2 separate regions of the Macaca mulatta genome follow, and region 1 is linked to region 2. Evidence: chromatin contacts called from public Hi-C data. All regions are on one chromosome and are shown on one strand. The core of a region is the stretch at or near the end of the contact, and the rest is flanking DNA. Distances in the headings are between cores, read along the strand shown. Region 1 holds the start of PRPH2 (peripherin 2). Region 2 holds the start of BICRAL (BICRA like chromatin remodeling complex associated protein).

Evidence for each region. Hi-C and Micro-C count contacts between places; a contact is called where the count stands out from the background.
Region 1: a contact with region 2 is called in a Hi-C map of liver, with 2.2 times the contacts expected there. The contact joins the promoter of PRPH2 here to the promoter of BICRAL in region 2. A contact is called at or near these places in 5 of 14 Hi-C or Micro-C datasets (blood, cortical neurons, fetal cortex germinal zone and 2 more).

Annotation. Positions count from the first base shown.
Region 1 is chr4:139,391,769-139,398,271 of T2T-MMU8v2.0, reverse strand. It overlaps PRPH2 (peripherin 2), which reads right to left and starts at 4,443. Exons shown (of 2, transcript XR_013416390.1): 1 at 4,310-4,443. TBCC (tubulin folding cofactor C) reads right to left here and starts at 2,708. Exons shown (of 1, transcript XM_015136361.3): 1 at 1,327-2,708. The coding sequence starts at 2,681. The coding sequence ends at 1,641.
Region 2 is chr4:139,353,344-139,359,627 of T2T-MMU8v2.0, reverse strand. BICRAL (BICRA like chromatin remodeling complex associated protein) reads left to right here and starts at 1,720. Exons shown (of 12, transcript XM_028847558.2): 1 at 1,720-1,766. It also overlaps the pseudogene LOC100428306.

The DNA.
Region 1 (6,503 bases), core at 3,194-5,693, 36 kb before region 2:
GAGTTAGGAGATGATTACCATTACTAGTAGAGGAAAGTAACATTTTTTAACCATCAAACTGGCAAAGACCCAAAAATTTCCTTTTTTTTTTTTTTTTTTCTGAGATGGAGTTTTGCTCTTGTCGCCCAGGCTGAAGTGCAGTGGCACGATCTCAGCACACTGTAACCTTGTAACCTCTGCCTCCCAGGCTCAAGAGATTCTCCTGCCTCAGTCTCCCCAGTAGCTGAGATTACAAGCATGTGCCACCATGCCCAGCTAATTTTTGTATTTTTAGTAGTGACGAGGTTTCCCCCTGTTGGCCAGGCTGGTCTCGAACTCCTGACCTCAGGTGAGCTGCCTGCCTCGGCCTCCCAAAGTGCTGGGATTACAGGAATGAGCCACCACGCCTGACACCACCTCCTTTTTTTTTTTGATACAGGGTCTTGCTCTGGAAATGCAGTGGCACAATAATGGCTCACTGCTACCTCCTCTTGCCAAGTTCAAAGAATTCTCATGCCTCAGCATCCCGAGTAGCTGGGATTACAAACACGCACCGCCACCCAGCACTTGGAAGACCAAGGGGGACAGATTGCTTGAGCTCAGGAGTTTGAGACCAGCCTGGGCAACATGGCAAAGCCCTCTCTACAAAAAACACACAAATTAGCTGGGGGTGATGGCGTGCACCTGTAGTCCCAGCTACTCGGGAGGTTGAGGCAGGAGAATCACTTGAACCAGGGAGGCTGAGGTTGCAGTGAGCTGAGATCACGCCATTGCACTCCAGCCTAGGCAACAAGAGTGAAACTTCGTCTCAAAAAAAAAAAAAGAGTGATGACTCTCCAAAGGAACTGAATGGCTAGGGACAAAGGAATTACCTATTTTGTTGTTGTTTTGAGACAGAATCTGGCTCTGTCACCCAGGCTGGAGTGCAGTGGCGTGATCTTGGCTCACTGCAACCTCTGCCTCCCAGGTTCAAGCAATTATCCTGAGTAGCTGGGACTACAGGTGTGAACTATCAAGCCCAGCTAATTTTTGTGTTTTTAGTAGAGATGGGGTTTCACCTGGCACCTGGTCTCCAACTCTTGACCTCAAATGATCCACCCACCTCAGCCTCCTAAAGTGCTGGGATTGCAGGGGTGAGTCCCTGGGCTCAGCCCTGGAATTTATTAAACATGTATTTATACCTGGGCACTGTTGGTTCCCGTCTATAATCCGAGTGCTTTGGGAGGCCGAAGCAGCAGAATCGCTTGAGGTCAGGAGTTCGAGACCAGCCTGGACAACATAAGGAGAGCCCATCTCTAAAAACACACACACACACACACACACACACACACAAAACAAACCCATGTATTCATCGAAGACCTACTTTATTATGCACCGCGATGTTTCAAATATCACAAACCATTACAAAGCAACATAATCACCCTCCTTCCCCCTTATTGCCTCAACTATTGTGATAAAAATAAATAAATAAAGCCTTGGCGTGGTGGCTCACGCCTGTTACGAATTTAATGGAAATCACAAGTAGGAGCCCATTACAATCTCAAGCCTTAAAATGCTGAAAACATACACAGTGTGACAATAAGTAAACTTCGAGACCCAATAAGGGGGAAAGTCCAACGTGGAAAGTATTTGGTAGGAGTGAAGAACAGAGTGACAACTGCTTAGTCCCACTGGATATTTCGCTCCTCTTCAGGAAGAATACTCCAGTTTGGGGAGGCCATATCCCGGGCCAACCAGTTAAAATCGTCAACATCGTTCCAGTTATTTTTGCTCCTATCTAAACCAGAGCTCTCGAAGTCCTTGTCGATCTCCGGGTAGCTCCAGGTGTAAGGGGCGAACTGGATCCCACTGCAGTCCTCCACGATGGCCCTGCTGGTCACCTGCAGAAAGACGCGAGTGTCTTTCGTACTGTGTATGCGGAGCTGTTGGCAGGCCACTGCCAGCACGCAGTCACTGCAGTCCTCCAGGAAAACAGAGGTGGACACCGGACCGCAGAGCAGCTTGCAGTTGTGGGTTCTGGTTAGCCGCAGGGTGTTGGGATTTCCATACAGTTTGACTGTGCAGTTGCTCAGTTCGGTCAAAAGGACGTCGCGCTGGTGCAACTCGCTGGCTCTCTTCTCCAAGACTTGGGACTCCAGGTTGGAGAATCCGCACACCCAGCTGGAGCCGAGGTCTCCTTCCGCCTTCTTGGGCAGCGGGGAGTCCCGTAAGCTTTCAACTGCCGGGGGGATGCCAGGAGCCGCGTCTACTTTGGTAGACGAAGCAGCATCCTTTCTCCGGGTCTTGAAAGCGAAACGCTTCTTGGGCTGCAGCTCCCGGCGCCGCTCGTCCAGGGCCGCCTGCAGCCGCGCCAGCGCCTGTTGTCCCTGCCGCAGGTCGTAAGCGGCTAGGAAAAAAACCGAGTCGTTGAGAAGTTTCTGTAGCCCCTGGAGCCGAGAGGCTGCCTCCTCCAGCCCCTCGACCGACTCCGCGCGCTCCAGAAGCTCTTCCACGGCCGCTCGCTCCCGAGCAAAGGTGGCGGCGAAAAAGTGGCTGTTCTCTTTCTCTGCCTCCTGGTTCTGCCGCTTTTGTTTCCGCCTTTCCACTTCCAGCTGCCGCTCTTGTTCGCGTCTCTGAAGCCGCTCAGGCACCAGGCTCAGGTCCCGCTGGGACTCCATGTCCCCAGTCCTGACAGCAGCAGCAGAGCAACTGACTGACTCCATGTTGACTTCAAGCTTCCTCTCTCGTCTTCCTTCCTCCGGGTGTGGTCTCTGTGAGGCCTCCCACCAACGCCTCCGGTGATTGGCCTAACACGATGATGTCAGACCCCCGGCCTTATTTTCTTCGCCTATTGGTTCTTCTGCGTCGGAGGGGGTGGAGAGAAGGGGCGGGGCCTACTGACTATGGGGGTGGGAAGACAAAGGTTCTTGTGGATGGGTGGGGTGGGAGGCAGGCGGGGGAATCTTTTTTTCCTCTTAAAGGGGCAGGACTTATATCCGGGATTGTGGGGTGAGTTGCAGCAGCGGCAGCTGCACATGTGGGTTTGTTTATAAGAACAAGGTTAGAAACTCGCAGGCCTCCCCCTCCCCCCAGCTCCTCCCTACTACCCCCTTACAGGCCGGAGATCCGCTACTAGGGGTGTGGATGGGAGGGATGAGTGCGTGTGATGGGTTGGGGGGACAGGTAGTGGTGAGAAAGATGGAGGGGGGGGAATATTGCACCGCCCGGCCCGCGCCGGAGGAAGCAGCAGCTGGAACAGCTGGCTAGGGAGCCGCTTGCATGCCTCCGGTTTTTTCTTTTCCCTTCCACCACCCCTTCCCCCAACCTATTTCTGCCGCCCCGTAGCCCTCATCCTTCTCGCCCCCCTCCCCCCATCCACTGCAGTTCGGCGCGGCCTGGGGGCTCCTGAACCCCCGGAGGCAGTTACAGGGGCGGGAGAAGGCGAGGGGCACTGCGATGGGAGAGACTGAGTTCCTCACTGCAACTGGGTTCGAGGGGCCCTGAGGGAGTCTAAAAAGGATTACTATTTTTTTGGCCAATTGCTGCAGTCGAAGGGGTGGGGGCGGGGGAAGGTGAGATCCACACCCCCTTCTTTCTTCCCTGCCCTCCCCGAGCTCCGTCCCGGCCACTCCCTCCGCAGCTGGGCGTCGCCGGCCGCGCTGGGGTGAGACCCTAGCCCCGGGCTCTGTGGCTGTCTGGGGCGGTCGGTCTTAGGAAAGCGGTGGGCGAAGCGGTACATTATTTCTAGGGGTGGTGGGAGGGATTTGTCACCGGAAGTGAATGGCCTAGCCTAAAGTCGGGACCAACCCGAGGTGTGGGTGGGCAGCCAAGACGGCGCAGTCACTGGCAAAAACCCGAGGCAGCGGGCAGGGCAAGAACCCGAGACGCAGCCGCTGCCCGGGCGCGGCAGCCTCGCAGGTTTCCTCAGCCCTGCGGAGCTCCCGGACCTCCTTAACCCTGCCCGCCTTTCCAACCCTGGGTTTCCTCCTTATATCCCCAGTTCCCAGCCTCCATCGTTTAAATTGGGGTATTTAACGGCCCAAGAAACTTGAAATTTCACCGATCTACCTGCATTTTGATGCAGAAAAAGATGGGAGGAAACGAGAGCCTTTGAATTAAATCTGAATTAAAACATCTCCCATTTTCACGCCCCACTCTCTTCCTTTCCTTCCCACTTAAAACAAAACACACATAAATTTCTTGGCCGAGCAGAGTATTTCTCCGCTGAGAGCACAGTTCATACCGTGTGGCAGATTCCGCGCGCAGGCGGGGCGCGGGGGCAGGGTTTGTGTGTCCGCGTGCCTGCGTGCATCCGATGGAAAAGGGGGTGTCGAAACACAATGGTGCTTACCCTTGTGCGTAGTCATCGTTTTCACTAGTCTTGTTTTACGGGCAGACTAGGTGAGGCTTCTGTTTTTTCTTTTTTTTTTTTTTTGAGACGGAGTTATGCTCTTGTTGCCGAGGCTGGAGTGCAGTGGCGCGATCTCGGCTCACCGCAATCCGCTTCCCGGGTTCAAGCGATTCTCCTGCCTCAGCCTCCTGAGTAGCTGGGATTACAGGCATGCGCCACCGGGCCCGGCTAGCTTTGTATTTTTAGTAGAGACGGGGTTTCTCCATGTTGATCAGGCTGGTCTTGAACTCCCGACCTCAGGTGATGCGCCCGCCTCGGCCTCCCATAGTGCTGGGATTACAGGCGTGAGCCATTGTGCCTGGCCTTCTTTTTTTTTTTTTTTTTTTTCAGAAAAGCAGGTTTATTTCATAAAACTGTGGGTCTGAAAGCTGGTGGATGAAATATAGCTAGTTGTCTTGTCCAAGTCCTGGAGAATTGCAATAGCTGCTTTATTTTATGAAATGTTGACTCAAGCAAAGAAGATTTAGAGAAGATTTATTTTTCTAGAAAAATACTTGAAGTTGGTTAGTTCGAACTTTTAAGAAAAGGAAACAGTTAAAAACAGAGCTTGACAGGTCACCCAGTTGACCCAGTGTGTTAGGGGCAGTTTCAAAGACTGATGTGAGGAGGAGTGGAAAGGGGTCAGTAGGTGATATGGTCATTGTGAAGCACTGGCTTGACAGTTCTTTACAGCCCCCTGCACAGCTGCAGGCTGTGTGGCATGTGGTCAAGAAATGGAGATAAAACTGTTTCTAAGCTCAAACACAGTAGGAAGGCTGCGAAATGGCTGGTATTGCCTGGCTGTATTTGCATCCTCTCTCTGCCATTTGAGGGCAGTGGATTCAGCATGCATCTTTGAAATAGATCCCAGCTTGTCAGAGGTAAGTGCCTGTTTTGATGGAAGGAGAGTGGGGAATGCATTACAGGGGAAATGTAGCAAAAGGCAAGCAGCTCTGAGTTCTGCATCCTACTTTCAATGATATCTCAAAGGGCTTGTGAATCAAGGTACTACTCTCTTGTAGACATCTTGAAAAATGAAAGAATTCTAACGTGTTATGGACTTTACTGTTTATTTAACAACAATTTAGATACTTTATGGTTCTATTTGTTAGATTTAGATCCCCCCTTTAATTTTTTGAAAATTTCCAACATACATAACATGGAGAGAGTATTAGAAGAGTGTTCCAAGGACCCATATACCTATCACCCAGCTTCAACAACTGCCAACTGATGTTAAGTAAATAAGCCAGGAACAGAAAGAAAAATATCACATGTTCTCACTTGTATATGGGAACTGAAAAAGTTGATCATATGGAGATGGAGTGTAGAATGATAGTTACCAGAGGCTGGGAAGTGGCGGGAGATGAAGTGAGATTGGTTAAAGGGCACAAAGGTACAAGTTAGATAGAGGGAATAAGTTCTCGTGTCAGGTAGCACAGTAGCCTAATTTGAGTTAACAATGATGTATATTTTAAAATAGCTAGAAGAAAGAATTTGAAATGTTCCCAACACAAAGAAGTGATAAATGTTTGAAGTAATAGATATCCCAATTATTCTAATTTGACCATTACATATTGTATGCATGTATCAAAATATCACATGTACCTCATAAATATGTACAATTATTGTATATCAATAAAAATAATAACTTTTTAAAAAACAGTTACCAACTGACAATCTTGTTTCCTGTAAAACCCTAGTCACTTCCCCACCTCTCACCCTGATTATTTTTTGGCAGATCCCAGATATTATATTATTTCATATTTTATTGTCTATAAATATTTCACTATATACCTTTAAAAGATTGGGAGTTCCTTTTTTTTTTTTTTTTGAGACAGAGTCTTGCTCTATCGCCCAGGCCAGAGTGCAGTGGCACAATCTCAGCTCACTGCAACCTCTGCCTCCCAGGTTCAAGCAATTCTCCCGCCTCAGGCAGCCACCACCACGCCTGGCTAATTTTTTTTTTAATACTTTTAGTAGAGATGGGGTTTCACTATGTTGGCCAGGCTGGTCTCAAACTCCTGACCTCATGATCTGCCCGCCTCTGCCTTCCAAGGTGCTGGGATTACAGGCGTGAGCCACCGTGCCTAGGCCCTTTTCTTATTTTTTAAATTGAAACAGGGTCTCACTTTGTCACCTGGGCCGAAGTGCAGTG
Region 2 (6,284 bases), core at 471-2,970:
TGTTTTTATTAATGCTGAGGGGATATAGAAACCATACAATAATTTCACTTAAATAATTTTAATCTAGGGAGAGTTTTATTGAGAAGTCACCAAATATCTGGGAGAGATGGGTTTGAGCCGTTTGAGAACAGCTACTCCATAGGCAGAGCAGCTGAGCATTCTGTTTATCAGCAGGATCCTATTGCTATATGTATTACGAATGATTTTAAAACAATTTATAACATTTCTGAGGCTTAATATGTATTTTTTAAAACCTGAATTACATTCTGTACAATTCACCTTTTACCTATCCTTGATGTTTATTTAAAATAAAAGACAACAACAAAACCCCCAGTATATTTTGTGGGCATTTGTAGTTAACCTAGACTACAAAGGCACCTGCTCTCACTCCAGGCCACATAATATTGTTGTGTTGTTTTGTTTTGTTTTGTTTGTTTTGAGTCTTGCTCCATCGCCCAGGCTAGAGTGCAATGCCCGATCTCGGCTCACTGCAACTTTTGTCTCCCAGATTCAAGCGATTCTCCTGCCTCAGCCTCCCGAGTAGCTGGGATTACAGGAGCCCACCACCACGCCCAGCTAATTTTTGTATTTTTAATAGACACAGGGTTTCACTATGTTGTCCAGACTGGTCTCGAACTGCTGACCTCAGGTGATCCACCCGCCTCGGCCTCCCAAAGTGTTGGAATTACAGGTGTGAGCCACCGCGCCCGCCCTGGGCCACATAATTTAAATGCTTTGGATACAGAGAAGTTTCAACAATTTGAGATTTCAGATTAAAAAATGGGTGGTAGTTATACTTGGACCAAAGAATGTTAAAAGATTGACTAGCTCTCTTTTAAGAATGAGGGGGTTATGTAATGAAAATTCCGCAAATATGGAGATAAAAGGTATCTACATAAAGAGAAGGCAGTAGAATGTTTTGAGAGTGATTTACTCTGCCTCACCTTCCTTTTGGTCACTAAAGTTTTTTGTTTTCCTTTTTAATGTTCACATATGGGCTTCACAGGTAAGGTTTCACGAATTTTGGAATGGAGAAAGAGTGTTGCAAAGGAAAGCTTAGTACATTTAAAAGTTAGGACGAACCAGTTATTTGCCTAATAACTAAGTTAAAAGTGGTTTTGGTTTTTAAAAAGCATATGCAAAACGTATTTACTGAGGCTTGCTCTAATTAGAGTTCTAAACAAATCTTGTAGGTTTTTTTTTTTGTCTTTAATCTTCCCCGTTCGCGTGTCAAGCTAAAACTGTGTGTGTGTGTGTGTGTGTGTGTGTGTGTAGAGAGAGAGCCTGCAAGAGAATTAGCACGCACCTCGTGGATCTTAATAATTTTTTTTTAAAGCCAAATAAAACTTTCTTGAATAAACCAGTACATTTCTGAAGTTAAAAAGAATCCCAAAGGAAACAGGAATGAACATCCTTGGAGCTTGATTTACCAAAAAAAAAAAAAAAAAAAAAAAAAATTTTTAATTAAAAAAATCCTAATCTCCACATTTTTTGCCAGGCGAGAACCGAAGTTTGGAGGTAGAGGAGCAGGCGAGCGGTTTGCCCGGGCGCAGAGCATGAAGGCCGGGCGGGCGCGGGGAGCGGGCGCCCGCCGCCCGGCGCGGGGGTGAGCGAGAGAGAGAGCGGAGCGCGTGTGGCCGGCGCCGCTCGGCCGGGAGCTCCCGCGCTCGCGCCCCGCGCCCCGCGCCCGCCGCCGCCGCCGCCGCCGCCGCCCCTGTTGCGATGGCGCAGAAACCCCGTTGACAAGGCACTGCTTTTTCATGACGGTGAGTTTCCCTTTGAGTGTATTATAATTTTGTGATAAAAATTTCAAGGAGAAAAAAAAAACACACAACCTCCTTCCTCTGCCTCTTTCCTTCGGGGAGGGGAAAAGCGAGGGAGGGGGGGCTGGAGATCTGTCTCCAGCCAGAAAAGAAAGAGGAGCAAATTAAACACCGAGTTGCCAAAACCAGGATATTAGGTTTCAGCCCAGAGAGCTATTGGCTAAGGCTGTGTTTTTTTTTTTTTTGGGGGGGGTGGGTTTGTGGGTGGGTGATGGTGGTGGTGGGTGGATGTTTAATGGACACGGAGAAAAGGGGAATCGAGTGTTTATGCCTTTCCCAGCGCTGCCGGGGCCCCGGGAAGACCAAGTTCAGTGTCTCGGGCGGGGGCGCAGGCGGGCAGGGGGCGGCGAGGCCGGGCCGGGGGCGCCTCGGCGAGGTGGGGGCCCGGCGCCTTTCTTTTTCCTTTTTTTTTTTTCTCTTTTCCGCGGATGCAAATTTCTGGAGCGGGGAGAGGGAGAGCCCGGGAAGGGGGTGGCGTGGCGGTTGGTGGTGGGGAGGGGAGGGGAGGGAAGCCTTTTAATGACTCATTGATTGAGCCGGTTTAAAATTAGTTGTGTGCGCGAGTGTGAGTGTGTTTTCCGCCCCCCGGAGCCGCCGGGAGCCGGGAAGGAGGGAGCAGGGCTCGGCGAGGGGAAGACGGCGCGGCGGGGCCGCGAGCAGGGGGCAGGGAGGGCCTGGAGTGACGGCGGGCGAGGAAGAAAAATAAGCTTTTCCAATCTCCTCCCCTCTGTTTTCCCCCCCTCGTTTCTTTTCTCTCTCGGAAGCTCTAGGGTGTGAATCACATTTTCTTTCTTCTCGGCAAAATGGACCCCGCGTCTGGGGAGGGGGAGGGGAAAGGGTGGGGAGGGAGGCGGCGGAGACGGGGTTTATTTTTCATCCTGGCTTCGTCCTTCCCGCCGCATCTGCGGGCGGCCGCGGCGAGGAAAGCAGGTCCGGGCTGCGGCGGGGAGAGCTCGGGGCCGGCGAGTCGCCCTGGCCCCGCTCCGAGCCCGCGGCGGCGGCGCGCACCTGCCGCGGGACTGCCCTTTCCCAGCCGCTCGCTGCCTTCTGAAGCACCGCAGAGGATCCGCGGTCGGATCCGGCCGAGCCCCCAGCCACGCGGAGGATCCGCGGCCGGGTCCGGCTGAGTCCCCAGCCGGGCGGAGGACTCGCGGCCCAGCCGGGCGTTTCCTACGAGGCCCGTGTTGTCCGCCGCGCTGGCCAGAAGAGCTGTGTGGCTGGGACGGCGCTTTTTTGGCCGAGTGCGCGCGGGCCTGATGCTATTCGCGCCCCCCGAGTCGCCCCGAATGCGGGATCTTGGGTGGGGGGTGCGGTTGGAAGGCGCTAAGATGGCGCTGGGCCTGGCCTGTCGCCAGGGCTGGTGGCGCAGTTGCTCGGCGGGCGCCATCTTTCTCGCGGCGCGGGCGGCGCCCTCCGAGGACATGTCGCTGACCAGGGCGCCGCGAGGCCCGGGGCCAGCGGGAGCCGAGAGCAGGGTGCTGAATTCTGGAGATGGGACTGGGGTCGCGCGGCCTTCTCCTTCCCCACGGCCCCAGACCCAAAAGACGAGGCCGCCAGCTCGGAGCGGGAAGGGCTGGGGTCAGCTTCTTCCTCCTTCCCACTTGTGATGGAAGAAGGGGACTGGGCGTCGAGCCTCGCGGCTGATGGGTTCCCTCCCTGACCCCGCACCCCCACTCCTCCCAGTCAAAATTGGAGGTGAGGCGCTTCTGCCATTTCTCTCCTGCCATCTGAGAGTGGACGCCTTTGTCTTCTCTGGCCCGGCTTGGGGGCAGGGCATTGAGGCTTTTCCTTCATTCTCCAGTTATTGGAAGTAGAGTCCAACCAGGTTACAAAACTAAAAAAAGAGTCCAGGACATTGTCTGTCTGCCTTCCCGTAACATGGTTCTCTTGTGGGCACCCTACGCTTCGTTTCTTAGTTTTACTCTAAAACAACCATGAGGAGACATTTACTAGTCAGATTGAGAAGGTGATGGGTTCCAGTTTTCTGAAACTTCTTGTTGGCTTTCATATTACTTCAAATGGCAGTGAATTAAAAGTTTCTTAGAACGCTGATCTGAAAAGTTAAATATGCTTTAAAACACTCTGAAACTCTTCTAAAAAGCAAAACTGCATTATTTTCCTAAAAGCATCCATGTAAGTATCTGTTGGTAGTAAGTATCTGTGTTAGAGATGGGGGAGGGGTTTAACGTTTACATTGTTACTGAAAAGAGGAGGGGAAAGATTTGTAAAGCTCTGATTTCTCTAGAAGTCCGCAGACATGGAAAGTAAGTAGTTAATTTCTAGTATAGAAAAATAACACAGTGGTGCCAGTAGGTGTGTCCTTGTGTTTATAAATATACATAGTGGATGTTTTAGACCATTTAATAAGACCTATCTCATTGAACATCTGTATGCCAGAAACTGTGCTTGATGCTTTGTATAATTTCTATTATATCAGCCCTGAAATAGTGATTTTATGATCTGTCTACCGGGGAATGAACTACCGTTCACAGAAGTATAGTAATTGTTCGAGGTCTTGCAGTTTTTAGTAAAGTTGCCATTGGATAACGAAAGCTGTGTTTTTCCCCCTACACCTGTGGTTTCCAAATCTGAGCATCAGAATTAACTTGGGAGATGTTTTTAAATAGAGATTTGTAACATCACCTCTTCCACCATCATTTGCTAGGGCCAATGGGGTCCTTTAATTGTGTGTCAGGCGCTCCAACTTCTTGATGTTCAGTGTTGACATTCTGGCCCACCTTGCACCCGCTATACCCAAAGATCTAGTATTCATTCCAAAACTTTCCAGGTGATTCCAGTGTGATACAGATACACATTTGGACTTTCTTATACTATGCTATGCACTGTTCTGCTGGCTCTTTTGAATTGGAACATGAGAATTGAGGTCCATATAATTTTTTTTTTGAGAAGGAGTCTCGCTCTGTCGCCCAGGCTGGAGTGTAGTGGCGCGATCTCGGCTCACTGCAAGCTCCGCCTCCCGGGTTCACGCCATTCCCCTGCCTCAGCCTCCGGAGTAGCTGGGACTACAGGCGCCCGCCACCACGTCCGGCTAATTTTTTATATTTTTTTTAGTAGAGACAGGGTTTCACCGTGTTAGCCAGGATGGTCTCGATCTCCTGACCTCATGATCCGCCCGTCTCAGCCTCCCAAAGTGCTGGGATTACAGGCTTGGGCCACCGCGCCCGGCCGAGGTCCATATAATTTTGAGTTTCAGCAGTTTTTTGCTCACATTAGTCTCATTTTAATTTTTCCCATTCTAGCTGCCATTTATCAAAAAATCGAAATTATTTCCTCAGAGAAAAAGGTTTAGGTATCCTAAGACCTTAAAATCTCAGTACATTTTTAAAAGTATATTGTCTCATTCTGTTGGGAAGTTACACAACATACAGGCTTCTAGGTCTAGCCAGGCCATCTAGTTTAGTCAAGACAGCTGTGTAACAAACATAGCATTGAGGCAGGGCACGGTGGCTCATGCCTGTAATCCCAGCACTTCGGGAAGCCGAGGCGGGCGGATTACCTGAGGTCAGGAGTTAGAGACCAGCCTGTCCAACATGGTGAAACCCCATCTCTACCAAAAATACAAAAAAGTTAGCCGGGTGTGGTGGCAGGTGCCTGTAATCACAGCTACTTGGGAGGCTGAGGCAAGAGAATCACTTGAGCTGGGGAGGCAGAGGTTGCAGTGGCCTGAGACCGTGCCATTGCACTCCCAGTCTGGGAAACAAGAATGAAACTCCAATCTCAAAAAAAAAGAATCCAGGATTGATCCAGAAATTAAGAATAGGGTAGAAAAGACCCTGATATAAAGACCTGAAGATAAATCCTTAAAAGACTGTTTCCTGAATTTTGAATTGTGGGCATACCTTCTGGTTTTGGGAAGTAGGATGGTCAAGTTATGTGGAACCCAATAGCAGAATATGTATAAAAACACAGGTCAGGGCCAGGTACGGTGGCTTACACCTGTAATCCCATCACTTTGGGAGGCTGAGGTGGGCGGATCACAGGGTCAGGAGTTTGAGACCAGCCTGACCAACATGGTGAAACCCTGTCTCTACTAAAAATACAAAAATTAGCCTGGCGTGGTGGCACGTGTCTGTAATCCCAGCTACTCAGGAGGTTGAGACAGGAGAATGGTTTGAACCTGGGAGGTTGCAGAGAGCTGAGATCGCACCACTGCACTCCAGCCTGGTGACAAAAAACGGGTCAGGAAGAAGCATCTAGAGCAGGTGATGAATAGATGACCTTACTAAAATGAGAAAGAGAACTAAGTCAGTGATGAAATCATTAACTTCTCTGGATTAAGGATCATATATTTTACTTATTTTGTGCTTTCCCTTGTTGATTCTTCTCAGATCGTTGTGTTTAGTGATTGCTAGGAAGAGTAGTTTAAAACTTAGATTTTTGATGCAGATGTCAGAATTAATGCCATCTTTGCATATGTCCACATTGGAAAATTTTTGTAAG